Regions from separate parts of the Sus scrofa genome. Here region 1 is linked to region 2. A link is a contact called in public Hi-C data. All regions are on one chromosome and are shown on one strand. Each heading gives the region's core, a stretch centred on a gene start, on an enhancer-like site or on the middle of the called end of the contact. The rest is flanking DNA. Distances are from core to core; before and after follow the strand shown. Region 1 has its middle 11 kb from the start of C3H16orf54. Region 2 holds the start of CD2BP2 (CD2 antigen cytoplasmic tail-binding protein 2).

Region 1 (3,576 bases), core at 882-3,381, 46 kb after region 2:
CCACAGCCACAGCAATGCCAGATCCAAGCTGCATCTGTGACCTACACCACAGCTCACGGCAACATTGGATCCTTTACCCACTGAGCGAGGCCAGGGATCGAACCCTCAGCCTCATGGTTCCGAGTCGGATTCATTTCCACTGCGCCATGAAGGGAACTCCAACAGTTTTCTTTTTGAGTGATCATATGTGTATTTCACAGTCAATGGCATCTTAGACTTGAGGACATAGGGCATCGGATCTGATATTCAGCTGGACTGTTACACCTGGTTGGTGCCCTTGTGGGACTGGTTACCAAGCACTCCACCCCTCACCTCTGGCTACTGTCACCACCTCTTTGGTTGAAGGTAAGAATGTATTCATGCCTCACTTCTGGGGTCCCCAACAGACTTCACAACTCATCTTTCCCAAAATGAACCCCCTATTTGGCATTGAAGACTTTTTTTTTCCCCAAGGCTGCAGGTGTGGCATATGAAAGTTCCCAGGCTAGGGGTCAAATTGGAGCTGGAGCTGGAGCCTATGCCACAGCCACAGCAATGCCAGATCCGGAGCCGAGTCTGTGACCTACACTCGAGCTCACAGCAACACTGAATCCTTAACCCACTGAGCGAGGCCAGAGCTCGAACCTGCGTCCTCATGGATACTAGTTGGGTTCATTTCCACTGAGCCACAATGGGAACTCCCTGAAGGCCTTTTAGCGTTGGGTTCCATGGGGATGCCATTCATTGGGAGAGGAACAGAGCAGCCGGGGCCAGAGCAAAGGTCAGTTAGAGAGAAAGGGAGGGGCTGGGTGGGGGTCCGTGTTCAAATGTCAACTTCCTTCTGTGCTAAGTCAGGACTCTGAGGTCTAAGCAGAGGATGTAAATCCATCCCCCCAAACACACATGCACACACCTGAAGTCTTGCCTACCTGAGCGGACACTCCCACCCTCCCCTCCGACCTTCCGAGTGGCTCTGGGAGGAACGCCAGCCTGAGGGCACCCAAGGTGGCCCCCAAGGTAACTCCTCCTGGGAGAGCTTCAGTTTGGAAGCTGCCTCTCCCCTTCTAGAACTCATTCTCAGAGTTCCTATTGTGGCTCATCAGGGTAAGGACCCAACGTAGTGTCCGCGAGGATATGGGTTCGATCCCTGGCCTCGATCAGTGGGTTAACGATCAGATGCAGCTAGGATCCGTGTCGCTGTGGTTCTGGCGTAGGCTGGCAGCTGCAGCTCTGTTTCAATCCCTAGTTTCCATATGCGACTGTAAAAAGAAAAAGGGGGGAAAAAAAAGGAAAGAACAGAACCCACTCTCTTCTTTTCCCTTTGCCAAGAGGGGAGAAAAATGGGTCCATCCACAGAGTCTCCTTCTCCAGGGAGATCCAGGGGCCCTGGTCGATCTTGAGGGAGCTATTTGACCCCTTTGCCCCTTTCTCAACCCTGGAGGAGACCAGCAATGTGGGATCCGGACCACTTCTGCCACTTACACCACAGCTCACGGCTATGCCAGATCCTTAACCCACTGAGCAAGGCCAGGGATTGAACCCACATCCTCAGGGGTCCTAGTTGGGTTTGTTAACCGCTGAGTCACAAAGGGAACTCCTAGCTTATCTCAAATTTAAAAGCTCCACACCAGCCAAGACCCTCATCAGTGAGCACCAAACATGTGCCAAGGACCTGAGCACATGGCGGAAATTCTTCTAGTGGAGATGCTGGCAGAAGCGCACACTGCCGGGAGTTCCTATTGTGGCCCAGTGGGTTAAGAATCCGGTATTGCGGGAAGCTGTGGCGTAGGTTGCAGATATGGCTCAGATTCCCCTTGCTGTGGCTGTGGTCAGGCTGGCGGCTGCAGCTCTGATTCAAACCCTAGACTGGAAACTTCCAGATGCCGGATGCCTGTGTGGCCCTAAAAAGACAAAAAATGAAAAAAAAGAAAAAGAAAACATCTCCCAAGCTGAGTCTCAAACTCACCCTGGAGCCCAGAAACGAAACAGCCCTACGGGCTGATCCTAGATCTGAGTGCTAGGAGGGGATTCCAGTGGAAAAGAAAACAGATCCTGCGCAGGCAAAAGCAATCCATGCCCTCCTTACAGGGGATGGATTTCCGGGCAGTGGAGGCTGCATGAGCAAAGCTTCAGAGGTGGGAAATGGCTTGGATGTTTTGGTGTAAGGTTTGAAGCTGGGATCAGGGGAGGAAAGATGACTAGGAGCTGGGCTGGGGCCAGACCACAAAATGTTAGGTCAGAGGACTTGGCTTCTGTCCCGAAAACAATCAGATGGAAGCTGGAAAGTGAGATAAGCCTATTTGCAGGAAGATCTATTTGAGGGGCCAGAGAGACCTAGCAAGCAGCCTGAGAGGAGGCTGATGCAGCCACTCAGAGGGCTCCAGTGTGCATCGTGGCAATGGGTTGGCAAGAAGGGCAGTCAGCCAGGAAAACAGCATCTGAAAAGGCTCAGAGAGCATATGGAGCCCGATGGGTTCAGGGCGGTAGGAAGAGTTGAGTGTGGCTGTGGTGGGGGAGGGGAGGGTGGCGATGGGGCAGGGGTGGGGGTGAAGGGCAGAAGAAGGATCTCACATTTCCCCTGGGACTAGGCTTGGATGCTTTCCCCAGGCTGCCTCCCCTCCAGGGTAAAGCTCACGCCCTTTAGAGCAAATGTGTCCATCAGTTGTGCCCGGTATACAACACATGATCCATGCTGGCTGGTGGGCAAGAAGGGAATACATATTTGATTGAGTGTCCTTGCCCAGTACGTGTTGGTCTTTTTCTCAGTTAATGCTCGTGGGGGCCGGGGTGTTAGCATCTCCATTTTAGTCACAAGGAAACAGGTTTTATGAAGTTAAAAATGCTGCTTGGGGTCGTAGATCAATAAAGTGATAGGGCAGGATTCAAAATAATATTTGTTGAACACCTACTATGTGCCAGACCCTCTTCTAGGTACTGGATATACAACAATGAGTAAACAGTGAAAATCCCTGTCCTCATGGAGTTTATATTCTAGAGGGGCTGTCTCTGCAGCTGGAGGGGGTGGGGATAGACAATGAAAAAAACCCCTAAAAATGCTGTCAAATCCCCTTATGGCCACCAGAGGGCACTGCAACCACACTAGTTCTATTCTCTGATTCCCTCTCCCTTCCAGGTTCCAAACATACTAGCCTATGAATGCTAAGTGTAGCCTCTGCTCCAGACTGAAGGCTGAGAAGGAGTGGGCAGCAGTCCTTTCTTCCACCCACTTTTCCAGCTTAATCTCGCCGTCAGATCCCCATTCAACCACCCAAGGTATTTCAGTGACTTTCAACGCCCCCTGTAGTCCAGAGAGCCATCATTAAGACTCAGGCGAATGGGGAGTTCCCATCATGGCGCGGTGGTTAACAAATCCGACTAGGAGCCATGAGGTTGCGGGTTCGATCCTTGGCCTTGCTCAGTGGGTGAAGGATCCGGCATTGCCATGAGCTGTGGTGTAGGTCGCAGACACGGCTCGGATCCTGCGTTGCTGTGGCTCTGGCATAGGCTGGTGGCTACAGCTCCGATTTGACCCCTAGCCTGGGAACCTCCATATGCTACAGAAGCGGCCCAAGAAATGGCAAAAAGACAAAAAAAAAA
Region 2 (4,090 bases), core at 458-2,957:
TGTTTACATTTTCTTCTGTCTCTGCCCCCACCCCATGCGGCGCTTTGAGGAACCGGAAAAGAACCTGCTGTTGTACCTGGGCCTGGCTCCTGCCTTGTTATTTGATGAAGGGGGTTAGAATAAGGACTAGGAGGGAGGGAGGGACAGAGCCAACCAGGATCTGGGTGTCTGTTGACGCAGTCTTAGCAGGTTGGTACCTTTTGGCCTTTGGGTCTGTCAGTCACTCATTAACAGATGATGGTGGCTCTCCTGCTCCACTTCTGCCTGAGATCGGCCTTCATCATCACTGGTCTCCTGGAGCCCTCTAAGCACTGCCTGCAGTAGCGGGATCTCCTTCCTATAGTGCTCATGCAGATTTTGGAAGTTGGAGGGGGTACCGAAGGTGGCTGGGAAGCCACAGTCTTCTGGGGGTGAGCCATGCTCTTGGCTAGCTGTCTGGCACAGCTCCAGGTACTGGGCCTCCAGGGGGCGTAGCAGCACAGCCAGCCGCCTCCAGCTTGCCCCAGCCAGTGCCTACAGCCAGGCTCCCAGCTCCTCCTGGTTTTCTGCTGCCAGTTTGTGGGCCTGCCCACCTTCTACCCCTGGGGTCAGGATAGTAAAGCCATGGGGTTCTGGCAGTTCTCTAACGGGATGAGGCCTAGGGGTGCGTGGTCCACCTTGTGTTCCAGGTAGAAGAAATTTCCCTGGAGGATGAACCAGCGGTGCTGGTAGCTGGTATTTTGGGTCCCCTTCTTTAGCAGGATGCCCTCCTGATCTGGAGCCTCTGTTCTGTACCCACAGAAGAAACTGAGCACGGACTGTTGGTGCAATTTCATGATAGTCCTGTCTGGGAGGAAACCCTAGGGGCTGGAGAAAGGAAGGGTGTTTCATCTGGTTATCCTGGGGACCCCTGTGCTGCTCTCCTCTGGCTCCAGTAGGTTCTTTCTGGGCACAGCCTTGGCCTACTGGGATTCAGACTTGTATCCTCAGGAGGATGAGGTCTTGTACCCACAGCATTGGGACCTACTCCTCCCAATCCTAGCTCTGCCAGATTACAAAACCTGGGTTAGGACCTGTCTGGGATGGGAGGCACGGGTATCCACTGCTGCCCTCTTCTAGGCCTAACTGAAATGAGGGCACAGGGGACTTCTGCCCTCGGCACTGGCCACAGGTGCCACAGCCACAAATGAACTCTCCTAAACCAGGAACTTGCCCCAGGGGTTGGGGGGGGGGGCAGCGATGGATTTCCCTGGGTCCTAAAAGGAACTGGGTTCAGAAAATGCTCCAAGGTCCACCAGGAGACCCAAGCATCCCCTCTGGGACAAGAGCAAGGCCGCATCTTGGATTGGGAGGAGGGAGGTAAGTGGACACAGAGCGGAGAGGCAGGGTTTCTAATGAGATGGGGGGAGGGGAGGGCTGCAGCACCAGCCCTGGGGAAAAAGAGACTCTACCCGGGAAAGGAAAATTAGGGCAGGAACCCAGTGGCCCTGCTGGGACTTTGCCCCCGCATCGTGACCCGGGCGCCCCTCCCAGTTAAAATGCGTTCACTTAATCCCCAGAGCCTCTACCGCAGTAGAAGGGAATCAAGACCACTTCCGGCCGTCCCTCTCTGCTGATCGGGGTCTAGGCCTTCACTCGTCCCCTCTTCTCGCTATTGTCGCCCCACACGGCTCACGTCACTTCTGGGAGGGAGGGTCTTTTCCCGCTCACGCGTACTTCCGCCCGCGCCTACAGTTAGTCCTCCAACCCTGGGGATGGAACTTCCGGTCTTCTCCAGCGCCTTCCGCAGTTCTCTTCCGGGTGATGGCGGCCGGGTGCCCCGGATGTAGCCCTGGCAAAAGCTTTTTTTCCCATTCTTCCTCCGCCTTCCCTGGCTCCTTAGGTGAGCGCGCGCCGTGGGACTGCTGGTGTCCCCGTGGCTCTTCCGCCTTTCTAATTTGTACACAGCCCAGGACAGTTGGGGTCACCCCGTGGAGTTGGGAGTTCGGCGCAGGGAGGGGCGGGCTGGCCAGGGCGCCAGGGTCTGGGTACGCCAGGGCCCCGCGGGCTCCGAGGAAGCTGGGGGTGGTGGCGTGGATGTCTGTCCGCGTAGCACCGTCGCGCCCACGGCTGCGGGGGCCAGGAGTGGGAGTGGTCACGTGGGGGGGGGCGTCTCCTTTCGTCAAGCGTGGGGGTGCCCGTGGGGAGCTCCTCACGCATCCACCTCTCCGTCCCCCTTCCAGCATACCAAGCCCTGGGGGCCTCCTGGTTGCCAACTCCTTTTTTGCCCCCTGATTCTGTGCTCTCTCTTCTCCCAAGCCGGATCTGGTCCGACCAAGTGAAAGATCTGTTTTGCAGGGGGCCCTGTCGCAGTGAGTATCTTCCTCACCCAGTTCCCCTTAATCTGCATCCTTGCCCTCAGCTCAGCTTGGGGAAGACCCTCTGACCAATCATGCTAAAGAGGAAAGTGACCTTCCAAGGCGTGGGAGACGAGGAGGATGAGGATGGAATCAGTGTCCCCAAGAAGGTGAGGGGGGCCAGATTCCTGCGTTCTGGGGAGGACTGAGGGGAGACAAAAGAACTAGAAGCCAGAAAAGAAATCTGGAGGGGCAAAGAATGGGTGGAGAGGGCTAACTTTTCCTTGTTTTCTGAGAAATAGGTTTGCGGGATTTTCAGTTTGAGTCTAGATCTCAGAGTTGGGTGATAGTCACCTGCATATCTCTTGATTTCTGGTTCCTGCTCGCAGTTGGTGGACTCTGTGGCTGGGGTAGGGGGTCCTGGGAGCCGCTTCAAAGACAAACACTCTTTGGACAGCGATGAAGAGGATGACGATGATGATGGGTCCAGCAAATATGACATCTTGGCCTCAGAGGATGTGGAAGGTGAGCCACACCCAAGAATTGACTTTCTGGAGTTCCCGTCGTGGCGCAGTGGTTAACGAATCCTACTAGGAACCATGAGGTTGTGGGTTTGATCCCTGGCCTTGCCCAGTGGGTTAAGGATCCAGCGTTGTTGTGAGCTGTGGTGTAGGTCACAGATGCAGCTCAGATCCCACGTTGCTGTGGCTCTGGTGTAGACTGGCGCTACAGCTCCCATCAGGCCCCTAGCCTGGGAACCTCCATATGCCGCAGGTGCGGCCCTAGAAAAGACAAAGATAAATAAATAAATAATTGACTTTCTGCTGGAGAACAAATAGGGGCTTTGGGGCTTGTGGAGCACCGGAAGCTCCTGTCTTTTTTTTTTTTTGCCTGCCTTGCATGGGACGTCTGTGTCTTTGATGCAGGTCAGGAAGCGGCCACACTCCCCAGTGAGGGAGGTGTGCGGATCACACCTTTCAACCTGCAGGAAGAGATGGAGGAAGGCCACTTTGATGCTGATGGCAACTATTTCCTGAACCGGGATGCTCAGATCCGAGACAGCTGGCTGGACAACATTGACTGGGTGAGGCCCAGGGACTGGCATGGCTGGGCCTGGAGGCAACAGGTGCTGAGCCTGAGCCCTGCTGGCAGTTTGTCAGCAATAAAACCCTCCCGTTTTTCACATCACAGGTGAAGATCAGGGAGCGACCACCTGATCAGCGCCCACTGTCAGACTCCGAGGAGGAGGACAGTCTGGGCCAGACACCAATGAGCGTCCAAGCCCTTCTAGAGGGGCTTCTGGAGCTGCTGTTGCCCAGAGAGACAGTGGCTGGGGCACTGAGGCGTCTAGGGGCCCGAGGAGGAGGCAAAGGGGGCAGCAAGGGGCCTGGGCGGCCCAGTTCCCCCCAGCGCCTGGATCGGCTTTCTGGGTTGGCTGACCAGATGGTGGCCCGGGGCAACCTCGGAGTATATCAGGAGACAAGGGAACGACTGGCCATGCGCCTGAAAGGATTGGGGTGCCGGACCCAGGGAGCCCCTGACCCCACACCCCCACCGTCTCTGGACATGTTTGCTGAGGAGGTGGCGGAGGCAGAGCTGGAGACCCCAACCCCTGCCCAGAAAGAAGGTCAGATTGGAGGGCCAAGGAGGGGTACTGCGGGCAGGGGGAAGCCACTGGAGGCTCACACGGCTTTGCCTGTTACTTTAGAAGCAGAGTCACCCGGAGATGGTTTGGCGGACGTGATGTGGGAATATAAATGGGAGAACACGGGGGA

What was found. Hi-C and Micro-C count contacts between places; a contact is called where the count stands out from the background.
Region 1: a Hi-C map of alveolar macrophages shows a contact between it and region 2, with 1.7 times the contacts expected there. The contact joins the enhancer-like site here to the promoter of CD2BP2 in region 2. A contact is called at or near these places in 2 of 5 promoter capture datasets (fetal skeletal muscle and liver), 8 of 47 Hi-C or Micro-C datasets (alveolar macrophages, blood, embryonic fibroblasts and 3 more) and 1 of 2 datasets of contacts at active chromatin or transcription factors (alveolar macrophages).

What each region holds. Positions count from the first base shown.
Region 1 is chr3:18,001,815-18,005,390 of Sscrofa11.1, forward strand. No RefSeq gene overlaps it. Among named protein-coding and RNA genes, the nearest start is that of C3H16orf54, 11 kb to the right of the region's middle. Within about 2 kb of position 2,132, at least 11 of the 83 cell types and tissues checked have an H3K27ac peak or open chromatin away from gene starts, as enhancers often do. A contact at or near this core is called in alveolar macrophages, where this site is marked.
Region 2 is chr3:17,955,990-17,960,079 of Sscrofa11.1, forward strand. It overlaps CD2BP2 (CD2 antigen cytoplasmic tail-binding protein 2), which reads left to right and starts at 1,708. Exons shown (of 7, transcript XM_003354536.4): 1 at 1,708-1,861; 2 at 2,381-2,485; 3 at 2,705-2,840; 4 at 3,242-3,399; 5 at 3,507-3,942; 6 at 4,024-4,090. The coding sequence starts at 2,411. TBC1D10B (TBC1 domain family member 10B) reads left to right here. Exons shown (of 10, transcript NM_001244423.1): 10 at 1-80.